Regions from separate parts of the Zea mays genome. Here region 1 is linked to region 2. Evidence: chromatin contacts called from public Hi-C data. All regions are on one chromosome and are shown on one strand. The core of a region is the stretch at or near the end of the contact, and the rest is flanking DNA. Distances in the headings are between cores, read along the strand shown. Region 1 holds the start of LOC103655700. Region 2 holds the start of LOC542269 (ser/thr protein phosphatase 1).

Region 1 (2,764 bases), core at 204-2,703, 130 kb before region 2:
TCTAAATCAGTTTGTCCAGTTTAGCATGAATCTGCCATAATAGCATCGCTCAAAGCATCCACTTGATTTTTTTTTGTGAGAGTCATGTTTCTTTGTTTTTACGATACTTTCCTATTTAATTATTGTTTAGTTGGTTTTAGCTGAACAATTAATAAGAAGCCACACATATTATAGAGGAATTTCTGCCACCTTGGATTTTTCTACAAATCCTTCGCATCCTTTTGTCGTACTTAATTGACTCATAAATTTTAGGAATCTTCAATAAATGTTCCACATTGATGCTACAGGTTACATGGTCTCCATGTGATATGTGGTAATGTCAGTCTTAAGTTCTTAACACAACTTCTTATTTTTTATTACTACTCATTCATTTGCTCTAAATACTACACCCAATTTGTTATATATTTGTCCAAACTTACTATGTTAAGAACAAAAGCTTAATCTTATAAAAGTAGTAAACTTGATTATTTATGTGGATATTTCAGCTTTCCTGGTATCATGGGAGATGATTTGATCATTCAATGTGTTTGATTCAAAGGGAAAGTACTATGGTCATGTTGTTGCCCGGGTTGGTACAATGGTTGAGGATCCTATAAGATTTTACAGACCATTTTGCTATTTTTTTGTCAAAGTTAACAAAAAGAGTTCTTAGTAGGACCTCTGCTATTGTCCAATGGATTGATTTGGTAATTATAAATTTGTTGGTAATAGCATCACATACTAAGTGAAGCATGATAACCATTGGTATACAACAAAGCTCACAAAGTGCTCTCGCTGCATTGCAACGACTAGATATTGTGATTATATAATAGATCTTATTGTGAGGACTCCTAAAATCTATTATCATCAGCATTTCTACTTGAGTTAAATCCTTTTGCAGGTAGCCAATCCAATTGGTATTGCAGTACAAAGAATGAAGTTTGAAGCCATATTGTACTCGCAGCAGCTACGACAAAAGCAATTGTTCAATATACTATGCAGTGGTTATGTTACTGTTGGCTCATGCTGAAGTATTTGAACTCTGCAACTGCATCAAAATTGTGGCTACACTGTCAAACTAAAGTTGTGTTAATAGGTTCATGACTATAGGAGCCAGCGATTTCTGTGTAACACAGCCAAAGAGGTAAACTGATTTTTTATGAATTGGAATAGTTCATTTGATATCCAAATCTATACTAAATTAGTTATATATTCATGGGTTCAACAATTAACACAAACAACAACACACCTATTGACTTGGAAGTTAGTGTTGATCATTCCGCCTCATAATTTCTGTCATATATGCAGAGAATCTAATGCAAATAATGTTTCTTCTGTGTTGAAGTCCCAAAAAATAATAGGTACATCTAGATTCCCTTTTCTAATTGGCAATTGCTCTATTTTCTGTTATGTTAGCAATTTTTTACACCTTTCCCCTTTACACCAAATATGTCTATTAGAATGCATACTTAAACGACGGAGGGCAGCTTCAAGGAATCCCCCATCGCGCAGGCGGTCGCTGTGGAAGGCGGAGACAGAGAATCTGACAAAAAGAATCGCGAGCGCCTTTGTGCGGAAGCCCTCTCGCAGGTACAAATTACATGATAAATTTTGTTTGAAAAGCTCTAAGCCTGTCTAATTTTTACCGGCGAACGGCAGTGGTATTAATTTATTCACAACAACATAATAATAATAATAAAAGATTAATATCTGTTTTCATATCTAGCTGCCGGGCTCCAAGATTGACGGGGAGTACGACCCCTTAATGCTTGACCTCTTCGTCTACCGGCGTGCCGTTGCTCCGCGGGACACCGCCTGGGAGAGTGCCCCATTGGTCCTCCACGACGAGGGACTCATCACAGTCAGGGTTGGCTGGCCTCCACATGAACCCGAGCAGCCATGGGACCTAGTGGAAGCTATGACGAGGATCCTTGGCCACCATCCGGGCCCAGTATCTTCGTTCCGCCTCCATTCGTCGCTCTCGCCCGACGTGGACACGCTGGGCTGCTGGATGGATTTGCTCTCAGAGAAGGGAGTCGCAGTGCGCACGTACGTGACAGTTGATCGCATTAACTTCCATCGTATCCTCGCAGTCGCATGCGGCAGACAACCTCGATCCATGTGAAAATTAGAGTATACTAAAGTTGTCTGCACCAGATTATACATATGATTGTGTAATTTAACACTTAGAATTCCCGAAAGAGTCCCGGTCGCACCGATTCCTCCCACGAGTCCCTAGACGGCAGGTGCGCTCCCACGGTCGCCCTCCACACCCACGGTCCCCCAACCACGTCAGTGCTCCCAGATCGGCAGATCGTGCAAGCGCATAGATTTAGGAGATCTTTTTATGGTAGTTACAATTAGCGGATGTTGTTGTGGATACGTGTAAGCTATGCTAGTGTGAATCATAAAATTGTTTGTTAATCGTCATAATTTTATGTCGGAATTGGGTGAAACAATTCAATAAAAAGCGACCATTAGTCGTTGAACTGTACAATTATATGCCTTAAAAATCATATGTACAACTCATAAAAATATTGTCGTACCAGTATCGGAAAACATATACAAGATTGGTTAATGACTAAGAATGTGCGTAGATTTGTCAATTGTTGGCAAAAATACTATCGGCTTATATCATGCATAAATGATACTCTCGAGGCTTTCAGCAGTTACAAGAAGCTTATATCGTAAATGATACCGCGCGCACATTTCAAGCGTAAAATGTGATTCGATGTATATAAATTTTTCCTTGGTATACATAAATAGATCATCAGCAATTGTACAA
Region 2 (2,821 bases), core at 182-2,681:
GGCATGGGAGAGATGAAGGGATTTCTTAACCCCAACTTGTCGAACCCAGAACGTGGGGAGTGCTACACTGCTACTCAACAAAAGGCCCTTGCGTGCATTTTTGTCGGCAATACATACGGACAACTAAATATTCAAGACTTCTGTTCAGGACAGTGAAGATACATCCAGTTTATGTAGTACCCTTAGTGAACTGTCATCTAAGTAGTCTGCTTTCATTTCTAATAGGATGCATGCTCATGGGCATCTATGTTGTTCAGTTTAACATTTTCACAAAATATCCTGACCACAACCATGTCGTAAATCAGTATCATCCTTCTAACAAATAGCAGGAGCCCTCTGAAAGATTGAAGATGTGCTGTATTCGTGCACCATCTAAAATGTGAATTTGACATTGCCATTTCACCGTATAAGTGCAGCAATGATTTACCAGTAACCCAAAGCATGGATACCTCAACAGTTAGCATCACTAGTTGAGGGTAGGTGCAAAATCTATAGTAGGGTCATCAGATCGATGGTAAAAGCTAGCATCTTTTGTTTCAGCAGACAGAATCAGAGAGTTTCTATTCCAAGTAGCATAACCACTGCAAACGGAAACAGCTACTAACATATGTATGCACACCTATATTCCAATCCTCAATCGATTCTTGAAGTCATGACGACAGTCAAAAGGATGACTGGGAATGGATACTTTTAATCACAAGATCGGGTTGAAGACATCAGCAAGACCTCCCCCAAAAAGGCGCAAGACCAAACAGCGCCATACCCCGTTGACCAACCAAAGCAGTCCCCAAGATGTCATCTTGGATCCTAGACATGAAGAAATTGCTCAGGAGCCACGGGAAAGGGGGGGAATACCGCAGATTTTGATGGGGGCCTCGAGCTCCAGCAGGTTGGGCTGCTGCAGGAAGATCTCCTTGGCGGCAGCGCAGAGCTGCTTAATCTCCGACTCTGACAGCTGCGCGTTCTTCCCAGGCTTGAGATTCTTCACCTCCAGAAGCCGGCGTATGACGTCGTCCAGCAACGCCGGATCCATCTTGAGCTATCCGACACTCACACCACCCTTCTCGAAACTTCTCAGCGACTCAAGGCTAGCAACAGTTGAAGGGGGGAAAACTAAAATCTTTACAAGAAAAAAAAACGCAAGCGCAGATCGAAGAAATCTCGGCTGCTGTACGCTTGGGATGGACCAGAGGAGCGGGCTTTGGTCTGTGATCGGCGGTGCCTCGGTGACACAAAGATGCCACCTTTTTGTTTGGTCAGTTGGTCTTTCTGGGCTTCTTTTTCCCCCTCCTGTTTCTTCCCCCTAGGATGCTCTCCTGATCTTGTTCTTGCAGATGGGGGAGACGGTATGGTGGGTTTTTGGAGGGGATTCGGATTGTATTCGCGGCTGTCCTCTCTGGTTTCTTGTTCTTGGCATTGGTAATGGGTCTCCCCTCTCTCTCTCTCTCTCTCTCTCTCTTCAATGAGCTAATTCCCCAAGGAAGACTTGTATTGGACTTTGGAATAAAGGCAAAGCCATTTTATGGTTAGGCCCTCCGTTTACTTGCTTGACGTGTTTGAGTCCTTGGTTGGAGATTACAAGAACAAAAAAAAGAAGATGGACGCCGTCTCTTTCCGCTCTCCACATCTCCTTTTCGTCTGACAGATCGTTGCTCCGGGTCTGTCTGGCATGTATAGCAGTATCCCTCGGGATGGAAGAAGAGAACAGTCATCAGTGGCAAACTGGCAACGCTGATGTTCGTAGGAAATCTGGGTGCAAGCATTTATGCCTTGGGAAGACTTGAGTGTGATTCTCTCATCCTGTACTGATGCATCTGTCCTGGCAGTTGCTACTTGCTAGTTGCAACTGTAACGCCATCAGCTCACTTGAAGCGGTCGCTGTACATGTAGTTTCCGCTAAGGGCTCCTTTGGAACACAGGAATCCAAAATCATAGGAATAGGAAAAACATAGGAATAGGAAAGGAATTGATATGAAAAACAGAGGATTCAAAACCAAAGGAAAAATCCCTAAAGAGACGTTTGGATGACACAGGACAAACATAGGAATGCTTAGAGTATACTATGTAGTTAATGTAACTCATCATAGCTTACGTATGTATTGATTTACAAAGTGCTATTTTTTATTGTTGTTGCTTGCTCAGCACGGACTAAATAACCAGCTGTTTGCCTCGATCCTATGCGAGCTGCAGAAAAAAAAGAGGTCAGGGTGGATTGTTTCTTTCCTATGGTTTTCCTATAGAAGTTGGAGGATAGGAAAATTTCCAAAGATTTTCGTCAGGTTGTTTCCTACGAACCAAACGGCTCTACAGTGCTAATTCCAAAGGATTCATGGTTCCTACATTTTTCCTTTGAAAATCCTATGAACCAAAGGAGCCCTAAACAGAAATTAATTCTGGTGTGAGACCGCAAAAAATCTCATACGCTGCAACATGGTGTGAGCCACTTGGTATACATGGTTAAGGCATCATGAAGTTGACCAAAACGGAGTTATTCAGATTTCAAACCAGCTAGGAAGAAGAGGTTGCAGGACAAATGGTACACTGGGAATTTTCAGCTTTACATTCGTAGATAGAAATAACTTCCATGTTATTCACCGGCTGTGAAATAGGTGAAGAAAAAACGTTCCTTTCTATGTGAACCTTCTGCCTCTGCACAGCAGATGCGCCCAAAACTAGTCTAAAGGGACAGCCATCTTACAACCACAACCACCAGCACTAGCTGAAAGATGGTGATTGTATTGTTTTGTATGTGTGTATTCTTCAAACTAGACTTTGTTTTTTTGTATGTGATGATGCAAGCAAGCCTGGACTGAAGTACATG

What was found. Hi-C and Micro-C count contacts between places; a contact is called where the count stands out from the background.
Region 1: a Hi-C map of tassel shows a contact between it and region 2, with 1.8 times the contacts expected there. The contact joins the promoter of LOC103655700 here to the promoter of LOC542269 in region 2. A contact is called at or near these places in 3 of 25 Hi-C or Micro-C datasets (bundle sheath, ear and tassel).

Annotation. Positions count from the first base shown.
Region 1 is chr4:176,191,991-176,194,754 of Zm-B73-REFERENCE-NAM-5.0, reverse strand. It overlaps LOC103655700, which reads left to right and starts at 1,453. Exons shown (of 2, transcript XM_008682408.2): 1 at 1,453-1,569; 2 at 1,706-2,403. The coding sequence starts at 1,453. The coding sequence ends at 2,104.
Region 2 is chr4:176,058,591-176,061,411 of Zm-B73-REFERENCE-NAM-5.0, reverse strand. LOC542269 (ser/thr protein phosphatase 1) reads right to left here and starts at 1,431. Exons shown (of 4, transcript NM_001111871.1): 1 at 856-1,431. The coding sequence starts at 1,033.